2 separate regions of the Arachis hypogaea genome follow, and region 1 is linked to region 2. The links are chromatin contacts, called in public Hi-C maps. All regions are on one chromosome and are shown on one strand. The core of a region is the stretch at or near the end of the contact, and the rest is flanking DNA. Distances in the headings are between cores, read along the strand shown. Region 1 holds the start of LOC112705709 (protein NLP5). Region 2 overlaps LOC112705705 (catalase).

The links. A called contact is a pair of places that touch in the nucleus more often than the background predicts.
Region 1: a contact with region 2 is called in a Hi-C map of an unstated tissue, with 7 times the contacts expected there. The contact joins the promoter of LOC112705709 here to the enhancer-like site in region 2. A contact is called at or near these places in 5 of 8 Hi-C or Micro-C datasets (leaf and an unstated tissue).

What each region holds. Positions count from the first base shown.
Region 1 is chr8:3,689,878-3,696,019 of arahy.Tifrunner.gnm2.J5K5, reverse strand. It overlaps LOC112705709 (protein NLP5), which reads right to left and starts at 2,349. Exons shown (of 5, transcript XM_025756619.2): 1 at 2,149-2,349; 2 at 531-1,667; 3 at 170-217; 4 at 1-51. The coding sequence starts at 1,547.
Region 2 is chr8:3,630,067-3,636,032 of arahy.Tifrunner.gnm2.J5K5, reverse strand. LOC112705705 (catalase) reads right to left here. Exons shown (of 6, transcript XM_025756615.3): 3 at 4,959-5,966; 4 at 4,773-4,862; 5 at 4,623-4,690; 6 at 4,103-4,520. The coding sequence ends at 4,367. Among protein-coding and RNA genes, the nearest start is that of LOC112705705, 5.3 kb to the right of the region's middle. Within about 2 kb of position 3,787, at least 3 of the 3 cell types and tissues checked have open chromatin away from gene starts, as enhancers often do.

The DNA of each region.
Region 1 (6,142 bases), core at 1,100-3,599, 61 kb before region 2:
TTCTTGAATCTCAGGCAATGCAGTTTCATAGGACTTTTCACATGATGTATGCTGAAAATTAAAAAAAAAAATGGAACAGTTCAGTTATCATAAGGAAATTGAGAAGTTCAAGTTCATTAAAAATCTTTACTCTCAGATGATTTTTCTTTTTTTTTTTTTTCATTTTTACCTTCACATTCTGAATAGTTGGAAGTTTTGAGCTTGTAAGATTAACAGCCTGCAAAATAACAAATTTCCTCCAATAGTTAAAACTAACAAATGAATCTTATATTTGAATAGCTAAAATAGAAAAATTCAATCACAAGTAAACAACATCATATTTGTCATAAAAGTATCTGTTTGAAAAGGATGATATTGAAAGAAGAGTTTCATAGAAATTAATTATACCTCCAGAAATAGCAATAGCACGATGAAAGGAAAAAGCTAGCAAGCACAAGTTTCAAGTTTTCTTAGGATATTTACAACACAATAGAAGTTCATTATGCAAATAAAAGAGAACACATAAGGAAAGTTGAGGAGGAAAATTAAACCTCAAGTGCTTGGCAAACACTTTCAAGTTCAGGGCGATAGTTGATTTTCTGTTGAGTCATGACAACTTCAACAACACCTAAGCAATTCTTGCTACCTTGCTCAAAGATTGGAAGTGCCAATGATCCTCTCACATCATAGACTTGAGCATGGTCAACTCTTGGATATTCATAGCTCCTGAAGAATCTAACATCAGGAGTCCACTCAGGAACCTTCTCCTTGTAAACTCTCCCTGGCAATCCGGGCACCAACTCCTTCGAATCCTCCTCGGCAGAGAACTGGTACACCTCCGAGATTTCCCTGTACTTTGCAAGGTTCACAGACCTTGATTCAAGTGAGAATGGAAGCCCATTGGTTCTGAGAATCTGAGTGCCTCCTCTGTTCATAACTGGAATCCATATTTGTATAAGCATGTCTTTGTTTCTGTTCACATCTTTGATACACATGAGTGCCTTCAATAGCTTCTCAACGACATAAGATCCAGGTCCCGGATTAGAACTTGGTGCAATCCACCACCTTCTGAAAAACTCAGAAGGATTATTAGGATTTGGATTATTGTTTTCCACTGACTGATTCTCATAGTGATGATACTGTTGTTGCTGATTCCGGCTACAACTATTAGCAGCAACAACTAAGTCATGGCTAAAAGGTGGTGGTTGTTGTTGTTTTTCATGTTCATGTTCTTGTTCTCGTTCTCGTTCTTGGGATTCAATTTGTTCAGTATCCAAGCAAGGCCAAGAGAATGGATCAAATATGGGGTTTGAAAAAGAAGGACTTGGCACATAGAAATCAGCAGATCCATCAGCAGCAGCAGCAGCAGCAGAAGAAGAAGAAGCTGCTAACCAGCAACCATCTACAAAGAGTTCATTGATGTAATCATAGTCCATTGATATTGATGTTGTTGTTGTTGCTACCTCTGAAGGAGGTGGTGCTGGTGGTGGTGGTGGTGGAGGAGGAGGAGGAGGAGGAGGAGTAGGTTCCAGCATGGTACCTGATGATAACACTCCACCATCTCTCATGTTGGTGCTCCCAAAACAGATCTAACAAAACAATCTTTCTTGTCTTAAACAAAAACACAAGGTAAGAGGATTCGGATTCGGCTTCGGCTTCGGCTTCTTCAGTCTTCAAACAGTTTCTTTCTGCCAAAAAAGTAGTCAAATAATGTCAGCAAATGAAAAAAACAAAAGTTGATGAATGAATCATGATTGTTTCTACTTTTTTCCTACTAAAAATCTGATGCAAGCTAAGGTCAAAGCAGCACATACATATATATAATTATATAAGTTTTGATTTATCAGAATGAAAACCAAAAAATGAAGAACAGAATAGATTCGAGGTTTGAAAAGAAAAACCTGGATGCAAAGTCTTAATCGACGAAGCAAAAGGGGAAACAAAAAGAAGAAAGTTGGAGGCGAAACATGGTGGCCATGCTCACCAAAAAAGAAAAGATTCTCCTCTATACACTCAGAATATAACACTTTATGTGCAAGATTCCAAACTCTAGCTATAGTGAGTGAATTGAAGGAATCTTTTTTTCTATGCGGTTCCTTTGTATGAAAATGAAGAAAGGAGGGTCCTCCGGCAAGGTAAAAGCGAAGATAGAAGAAGGGAATAACTCACCATGTAAAGATTCTTGAAGATACTCCAAGTTCTGGTTTTTATTATTTTATTTTATATTTGGTGCTGTGCACTCTTTTATAATTGTCAAGTTCATGCTGATGTCAATAATAATAATAATAATAATAATAATTAATAAGTGGAGGTGAGGAGTAAGGAAGCAACAAACAAGAAATGCAAGAAATTTATTTAATAAAATAAAATAGGAGATGGTGGGTTGATGATGAATATTGATGGATTCTTAGGAGGGACCCACCGTGACACAAGAATGAACCTTGTCCTGTGTGTGGCTAAAAATGATATAAATAATTAGTTTAGTTTAGTTTAATTTTAAGGATACAAAATAACAATTCAAATAAAATTGAAGTGTAATGGTAATAAATAGAAGATAGATGTTGACATGTATGAGTGAAATGAAGGAGGGGGCATTGGAAAGTATGTGAGGGAGAAAGAAATCATGGAATGCTGATGATTCCAACCAACTGAGAAGAAGAATGAAGATACTGATAACCGATGCTACCAATGATGGGTCCCACTCATTGGAACTCTCGCTCTCTTTTGAGGTAAAGTCAAACTCAAACCTCCCCCATCAGCACACAAACATCCCTTAACTTTGTTCTTTCCTTTTTCTCCCAGTAGTTCTATCATTTGAACGTACTCTAATTTGATTCATTGACTTATCTATAATAATATATAAACGAAATGTGAAAAAATGTGGTGTCTAATTTTATCTTTTCATTTACTCCTACAAATAAAAAAAATATGAGAATTTAGTGTTTAATTTTATCTTTTTATTTTATTTTTATTATTATAATTTAAAAATGTTGTTCAGTTTTTTTTCTAAACTTATTTCAAAGTCACGTTGTATAATTACTAAAATTTATATATGAATTTTTTTTTATTTCTTTTTAATATTTTAATTTTTATTCTAAAAATATTGAATATTTTTTATTTTATTTAATATCTAATAAATTTAGATTTTAATATTTTTTTATTATTTTTGTCATGAATTGAATTAACTAATCCCATTGTAAAATTGATAATTTTAGTTTCTATCATAATAACTATTTTTTTACTATAATACTGAGTATTGGACATTTTTTATTTAATTTATATTGAACTTAACATTTTATTTTGTTTAATTTATAACAATATATAAAGAAAATTTTCTATACTAATATATGAAGGGAATATGGGAATTTGGTGTCCAATACTTTCTTTCCATTTTACACATGCACTATAGCCCAAAATCATATGCAGTTATTCCTATCATGGAATAGTTTCTATTACGATGGAGTCAGTTTGTATGTGTAGTTATTGTTATTTTTACTATCTCATGCATATTGTTAGTACTCTCTTATATCATTATTATCATTATCCTTTTTCTTTGTATTTTTATTTTCACTCTTTTCTAATTTTTTGTTCTATTTATATAAACTTAGATGTTTCACTACAAAATTTTACACGTATAATTACAACAAAGAATAAATATGGATAGCAAACTTCTTTCTTTTAAAAAACGAAAAAATGAGCGAAAGAGAGAGTGCACGTGAGGGGGTGAGGGGAAACACGAGGAGAAGAGTTTGAGTGGGTGTGCTTTCAGTGATAAGGAGGCTCTTTTTTGAGATGATTTTCAGAAGGTTCCTAAGGTCTTTTTTCAAGATAACGTTATTGGTACAACAAGGTTGAAGTACTTTGCACTTGTCGGATCATTACCAGAAGATGGTATTGCGACGATAATAGACAAGCAAAGTGATTCTCAAGTATAAGCTTTAGCATAGAGGTGAAGACCTATTTGGCCGAACCTTATAGAGAAGCCCTGGTGATCAAGGTCCTGGACAGGAAGTATAACTACACAGCTCTTTCTCATAAGCTGAAGGTAGTATGGCGCATCAAAGGAGGTTTCACTTTGCTAGATGTGGAATTTAGGTACATTCTGGTGAAATTAGATGTCGCTGAAGATCGTGAAAAGGCCATGCTTGATGGGCCTTAGCTGATCGAGGGTCACTATGTCGCGATAAATCTTGGGATGTTGATTTTCGACCCGAACAATCTTTCGGTTCTATGTTAGTTTGGATTCGAGTCTCCAATCTCCCAATCGAGTGTTATCAAGAGCAGGCAATGCTACGTATTTCAACTAGAATAAGAGTCCTGATAAAACTCGATTTGGCCACCAAACTGGCAAAGAGGGAGAGATATGCATGTACTTGTGTTCAAATAAATTTAGAATTGCTGGTGATCAAGAATATCATAGTAGAGGGTGTCTTTTACGATGTGGAGTATGAAAGTCTAACTTTACTTTGTGAATTTTGTGCAAGATATGGCCATAATAAATCTCAATGCCTAGGTAAGATTCTCAAGAAAGAGAAGATGGTTGAATCTATTCAAGGGGAGGCACAAGGCGGCGACAAGTTAGATCCGAAAATTCAAAATTCAGGTGAAATAGAAACTGTTGATCCGACCAATAATTTAGGCAATGATAACGACACTAATTTGCGTACAAAATCTGGAGATGATTCCGTGTGGAACGAGGCCAATGGCAATGAGTCATGTGAAGAGGGGGAAGCGGACTGACATAAGGTGCTGAAGAAAGGAAAAGTTAAATTGGGCCACAATTTAATAATGAAGGCCCAAGGTTTCAATCAAACCCATTTTGGGTCGGGTGACCACCAGAGGTCCAAACCTCAGCTTTTACGAGGATTCAGAAAGCAAAGAGTCCGGATTGGGCATGAGGCAACCCAGCAGCATGCGCTATCATCTACCCATACGCCAGCAACGAGAAGGCCCTCCATCAAGAAATGTCTGCATTCGGCATCCTTGCAAAATTTGCCGGTTGGAGGCGCGGCAGGGGATGCTCTGGTCCTTGAGAGTCCAACCATGATTTAGCCTGAGAAGGGAGTAATGGCACCGCTAGTTCTTGTGAGTGGGGTCCAAGATTTTGGCATTCCATCAATGTCTAAAAAGGTGGGTATAAGGAGGTACGGAGAGCGTTGCACTGCCACTAATCTCGTCGATTGTAGCTCGGGATAAATGTGCATCATAATGAAGTAAAAGGCAGTAGTTCATGGAGGCCTGAGTTGTTCTGTTTCAGGGGACAAGTCTTCTACTGAGGTTGGTAGTGCAAGTTAATTTCACCTGTTTCTTGATATTCTCTTATTAATTATATTTAATGGATAGTTTAAATATCTTAATTTGGAATATTAATTGGGTGCTTCTAATAAGTTAGCCTAGGTGAATTGTAAGGATCTTGTTAGAAAATTTAGAATTTTTTTTTAATTGTGATTGAGACTTATTCTCCCTTTCAACATTTAAAACTGTTCTAAAAAAGACTTAGTTACTATCCTATGGGTATAGAAAAGGCAGTTGGGCATAAGGGTGGTATCTAGTTCCTTTTTGCAATGCAAGGTACTTGCTGAAAATTGGTTGTGCTTGCAACCAGTGTGTCACAATCGAAGTTCATCTTAAAAATGTGATTTAGAGGTGTAGTGGTATCTATGGTAGTCCTCAGCATAATACTAGAGGTCTTTTTTGGGATTACCTGGTAGCTCAATCTTTGTCTTTTCAAGGTCCTTGGATTGTTCTCGGTGATTTTAATGAGGTTCTTTTCTCTCATGAAACTAAGGGTTATCATTTTTGAGTAGACATGCTTATCAATTTGCCAATTCTTTAGGGAATAGTGCTCTGTTTGACTTGAAGACTATTAGGAGACGTTTTTCTTGGTACAAGAGGGTAAAAAACAATACTGGGGTGGCAAAAAAGCTTGACCGAGTTTGTATTAATAATAGATGGTTATCTCTTTTTCCTGAGGCATATGCAGAAATACTAAATAAACTACAGTCTGATCATTGTCCTATCTTAGTACACTATAAAGGGTGCCCGCAACCGAAAAGGAACAGACCCTTCCATCTTATGGCGGCTTGGGCTACTCACCCTGGTTACAGAGATATTGTGAAACAATATTGGTGGTCTAGCTTTAGAGGGGTGCAAAACAAGCTTT
Region 2 (5,966 bases), core at 2,538-5,037:
TTTTAGCATTTGACTTCTTTGGAGGTTGGTGCCTACTTCCTAGTTTAACAGCAGTGTTGGGATTTGCAGGTTGGGAGAAGCTTTTTGGTTGGAACTTGGGCTGGGGTTTGGGCTTTTGAGTGGGCTGAGAACTACACTTTCTGGTGGGATGAGAATTGGGCTTTTTAGTGAGCTTTTCCTTGGGCTTTTCTGCTTGTTAGGAAGACCTTGTTTTGGGCTTAACATAGTCCATGTTCTTATGGTGAGGATTGGGTCCAGCAGAGTTGGGAGTGGCTTTGGCTTTATTTTTGGGAGTGGGATGCAGAGGATTTGTTGTCAGTGGCTGTGAGTGGCTCATTGTGGGCTGGGATGCAAATTTCCTTGCTTGCATTGCAGGCTGTGTGCTGGGCAACTTCAACAAAGGTGAATTGATTGGCAGAATTACATCATCTTCCTCACTCATGCATTCCACCACGTGTGGCTCTGAAACTCCATGTTCAAAGAATATGTTCATCACATTGTGATTCCTTCTACAAGTCTTACACAATTTGAGCAGGTCTTTATCAGTCTCCAACTTCCTCAACCCACTCTTAAGCGACAGCCAAGGAACCCTTCCACCAACATATGCCCCCCAGCATATCCCAGTTCCTTATAGTATCCTTTAACAAAAAACACATCCAACGTATCCCCATCAACCCCCATCAACACTTTCATATTATCTGGTTCGTAGATTCTACTTTCTTTCTCATCATTTTTAAAGCTTCCACCATGATGAAATATGAAAGTCATCGGAGGACCCTCCATCTTAGAATTGCAAGGCCTCCAAACCCTATACAAAAATTAAAACAGAACATGAAAAACACTAAATCATCACCAACACAACAACTAAACCAGTAACAGAGTCTTTCCTCATTTATGCATTCAGCCGATCATAAACCAAACCCTGGGATGAAACGCTAGACCCTATGCACTAACAGATTCTTAACGATGACTCAATCAAATAATGCAGAAACTAGGGGTTTACACAGTTTTACCAATTTTTTTGGCAACATACAAAAAACTTTACCTCTTACTTCGAACGCAGAAACAATGTTGTGTACTTGCCTTCAGGTTTTCCACCAAGCTCTACAGCAGACGCACGAACAATGCTCCACGACTACTCCAATGGTTGCGGACAATGGGGCGGTCTTCTTCATCTTCGTGATGCTTGGTTTGGGGCCAGAGAAACAGAGAGTCACGCTGAGAATGAAGAAGAACGAGGTTAGAGATCAAAGACAAAGTGTAAAATGTTACACTCTACCCTCAAAACACAGGCGTTTCATTGCAACACTCTAAAGTTGCCAAACGACGTTGTTTGGTTAGGGTGGGTAGCCAAGTCACAGTCCACGTCAGCAGATTTCTAATGGCGACATCAATCAGTTAATGAAAGAATGAACGTGGTTTAAATTAATTCTTTTGGGGACTAATTTGATTTAAAAAATCATTCGGGGACAAAAAAGAAGATCGCGTGATCTTTCAGGGACGAATTTGAGTATTAACAACCCTTATTTAATTTAAATAATGGTGATGGTGGCTAGCTGGGGTTAGGGTTAGGTTTCAGTCATGGTTCAGAGAGTGAAAGAAAGGGTGTGCTTCTTCCTTTTGATTTTGCGTTTTAAACAAAAGCAAAACGGCGTCGTTTTTAAGTGATGTACCAAACTGAAAACTATAAAAAAAACCCGGTCAGTTCTAACGGTTTATCGGTTAATGTTAGTTCGATTGATTTTTTATCGGTTTTTAAGAATGGTTTTATATCTCAATCGAACTGGTTAAAAAATCGGTTCCTAGTTAACTCGATTGAACCGATCAGTTTGGTTGAGTTTTCAGAATTATGGGTTCAACAAATTAACGGCCGTTAGATCTTAAAATCTAGAGTAAACGATAAATAGGTCTTGACTTTTTATTTCACAGATAAATAAGTTTTTGATTAATTAAAAATAGAAAAATAATCTTCACTGTTTAAAATACGAGACATCTAAGTCCCTGCGAATGACTGATTTGACCTTATATATTTTGAATGGAAAGACTTAAATATTTCATATTTTAAAAAATCATAGACAATTTTATATTTTTAATTAATTAAAAATTTATGTATTTTTGAATTAAAAAATTAAAGACCTATTTATCCTTTTCTCTAAAATCTATTAGGTAACCTTCATTCTAATTCGGGTTCTTTTCTTCATTGTTCTGAAAATCGAAATGGACCAGCCAGTACAACCGGATTAACCAGGAACCGGTCATCTGGTCGGTTCAGTTGTACTATAAAATCGTTCATCAAAAAACCGGACTAAGAACCGGCCGAACCGGCGATTAACCGGTAAACCGTCAGAATCGGCCGGATTTTTTCAGGGTTACCGTTTTTTTTATTATATATATATAAAACCCAACAGATACCAACCCACCCCACCTCTACCCCCACCCCACCCCCACCCTTCCCTCTTCCCCCTTCTCTCCCTCTCTGTCTCTGAGAAACCCTAAACCTAGCTGCCATTACTCTTCCACCGTCACACTCTTCTCAGCCCACCCCCACCCCTCCCCTCCTCTCCCCTTTTTCTCCGTCTCTGAGAAACCCTAAACCCAACCACCATCACTATCCCCCCGTTGCACTCTTCTCATCGTTCTCCTCCTCATCGCCGTCAGTCGGTCGTCGTCTCTTCGGATCGTTACTCTTCTTGTCGCTGTCGGCCGTCGTCGTCTCTTCGGTGATCTCTCTCTGTCGCTCTCTTCAAGGTCAACAACACCTATTATCGTCACCTCTCCTCGACATCGAGTCTGAGTTGTTGGCATCGCCGCCGCGAAGGACTGCTCCGTCTGTCTCTTCGAGTTTTCTCTCTGTATGAGGATCGAAGCTCAACGTCCTTTCTCTCCGTCTCTCTCACGGCGACGCCTCTCTCTGCTCGACTGCAGAGTATTAGCCGCTTTGTCACCTTGCATCGGTTATTTTGTTAATTTTGTTTATTTTGATTTATGAGTTGCTGGTTGCTGATTTTTTTTGTTCAGTTGGGCAATGCTTCACTACATTGTTTGTTGTTTATGTTGGAATTTTTCTGATTCTGAGTTATGCTATGATTTTGATTTTTGTGATTCAGTTGTTGATGGTGTTATGGGCAGTGCTTTACTATATTGGTTATTGTTTATGTTGGAATTTTTTATTCTAAGTTATGCTATGATTTTGATTTTTTCTTATTCAGTTGTTGATGGTGGTATAGGCAGTGCTTCACTGCATTGTTTATTATTGATGCTGAATTTTTTTATTCTGAGTTGTGCTATGATTTTTATTCTGAGTTGATTCTGCTGATTTGTCTGCTTTGTTGATTCTGGTTGCTGGATTTGAGTTATTGATGGTGTTTTATTAATTATGGGTTGCTGGATTTGAGAAAAAATATTGTTTATATTAGAATCTGACTGAGGTATTTAAATTTGTTAATACTTTTATTGTATATATAATTAAACCGGTTGAATCCCGGTTGAACCTCTGAACCATTAAATCAATTACTTTACCAGTTCATTTACCGGTTCGGTTCTCGCAACCTTGCTTTTCTTTTCCCTTATTTTTGGTTGGCCGACCTTATTTTTAACCTTTTCTTGTTTTGGACAGTTCTTTTTTTTGAAAGTGAGAGGCAGAAGTGAAGAATTGCACTGACTTTGAGAGGACCAATTTCCCTTTTTAATGAAGAACTGCACCAACATTCATGGGTTTTTGGACATAGTAACTTTATAGCTCTCACTTTTGGATCTTAAAGTATGTATTGGGCTTCCTAATAAAAACTTGTGCCTATTGGGCTTCTAATAAAATCCTCGAAGACTCAACGTTCGACCACACAGCAGAGTTTGAGATCTCTTGCCCTGTTTTCGTATCGAAGTCCAAGTAAAAATTTCTGTCCAAATAAAGAAAAAAACAAGAAAAGAAACGTTATATTTTTATATCCAAGTCCAAATAAAAAATTTTCGTCCATAATTTGCTCACAAACAACTGCACTACCATGACCACACAAAAAAGAACAACTGCACTACGTTCATTTCCCAGCTAAGATTAGGATTTGGTACTAGAATCCTTGCATAAATAATATATACATATAGGTAATGATTCAAACAACATTTATTGATTTGATCAAATAGGTAAACAAGTTGCACGTACACGCGGACAGATTTAGCAGTACATTGGTATACAACGCAGTAGTAATAGTAATAGTAATAGTAATAGTAATAGTAATAGTAATAGTAACAGTAATAATAATAAATAGTAAAAAGGATCTATGAATCCATTGTAATGTAACAGAGTCGCATATGCAAAGTAACTCCTATATTACATTCTTCATAGTTGACCCCTTCTTCTTCCACAGCAACCTTAGATGTTTGGCCTCACATTCAAACGACTTGCTACCTTCTGACCAAGAGAACGATCAGCCTGAGTCAGGTATGAGATCCAAATGCTGCGGATTTCATGGGTCAGACGTTGGTCAGACAATGCCTCAATCCATCTGCGGATAAATCTTTCTTGTCTGCCACAATCATAATAATCCAATGTTAGGACATAACAACATATAAACATGCATGTTATTAGTTCCAGATTATACTATAATTTGTGATAAGATAATAAGAACCTGTCAGGTGCCCAAGAACGGTATCTATCTCCGCCTTCCTTAAAGTTGTTCTCCTTCACAATTACACTCTGCATATATTAAAATAATTTCATTTGTTATCAGGATTAAAATTCAAACAACTATTGTCATCTGATTGAAGAACTAGCTAACCCTTTCGCGTTGTCCACTGATAAGAGCATTAGACATGGGGACCCTTTCTGCGTGACGAACAGGATCAAACCTTGAAGGGAAGTAGTTCACCTGTCAAATTTGAACAACCAAACCAACACTAGTTAGTTACAGATTTAGTTATGGAAACAGAATGTAAACTAAAGCAATTAATAAAGGTGTGTGTACCTCTTCATCCCTGTGCATGAAGTTCATAAAACCATCATGGTGATTGTTATGATGAGCACATTTTGGAGCATTAACAGGAATCTGAAGATAGTTAGGACCAAGCCTATGCCTCTGAGTGTCAGCATAAGCGAAGATCCTACCTTGAAGCATCTTATCATTGGAGTAGCTAATACCGGGCACCACATGCATACTGAAAGCAAGCATTTCATTCTCAGCGAAGAAATTATCAATGTTCTTGTTCAAAACCAAGCGACCAACAGGCTGAAGAGGAAGAATATCCTCCGGCCAAGTCTTGGTAGTGTCAAGAGGGTCAAAGTCAAAATTGTCCTCGTGATCAGGGTCCATAGTCTGAAAGTAGAGCTTCCATTCGGGGTAGTTACCCGCAGCGATGGAATCATACAAATCTTGCGTTGCGTGGCTGTGGTTGGTTCCTCCGATGCGAATGGCCTCTTCTTCTAGAAGGGACTTAACGCCGCAAGTTGGCTTCCAGTGAAACTTGACATACAGAACCTTGCCAGCTTTGTTGAGGAGAGTGTAGGTGTGAACACCGAAACCCTCCATGTGACGGTAATTGATGGGGATGCCCACGTCATCATAGAACCACGTGAAAGTGTTGAAGCTTTCGGGATGGTGGGAGAGGAAGTCGAGAATGCGCCAATTCTCTTGGACGTTGGACTTAGGGTTTGGCTTGAAGGCGTGGATGACGTCAGGGAATTTCATGGCGTCGCGGATGAAGAACACGGGGAAGTTGTTGCCGACGAGATCGAAGTTGCCTTCGCGGGTGTAAAACTTGGTGGCGAAGCCGCGGGGGTCGCGGATGGTCTCGGGGCTGCCGCGCTCGTGGATGACTGTGGAGAAACGGACGATGACGGGGGTTTGCACTCCCGGGGCGCGGAGGAAGTCGGCGCATGTTAGGTGTGAAACGTCGTGTGTCACTTCGAAGAAGCCCTTAGCGCTAGCTCCCCTCGCGTGCACTACACGCTCCGGGATCCGCTCCCTGTCGAAGTT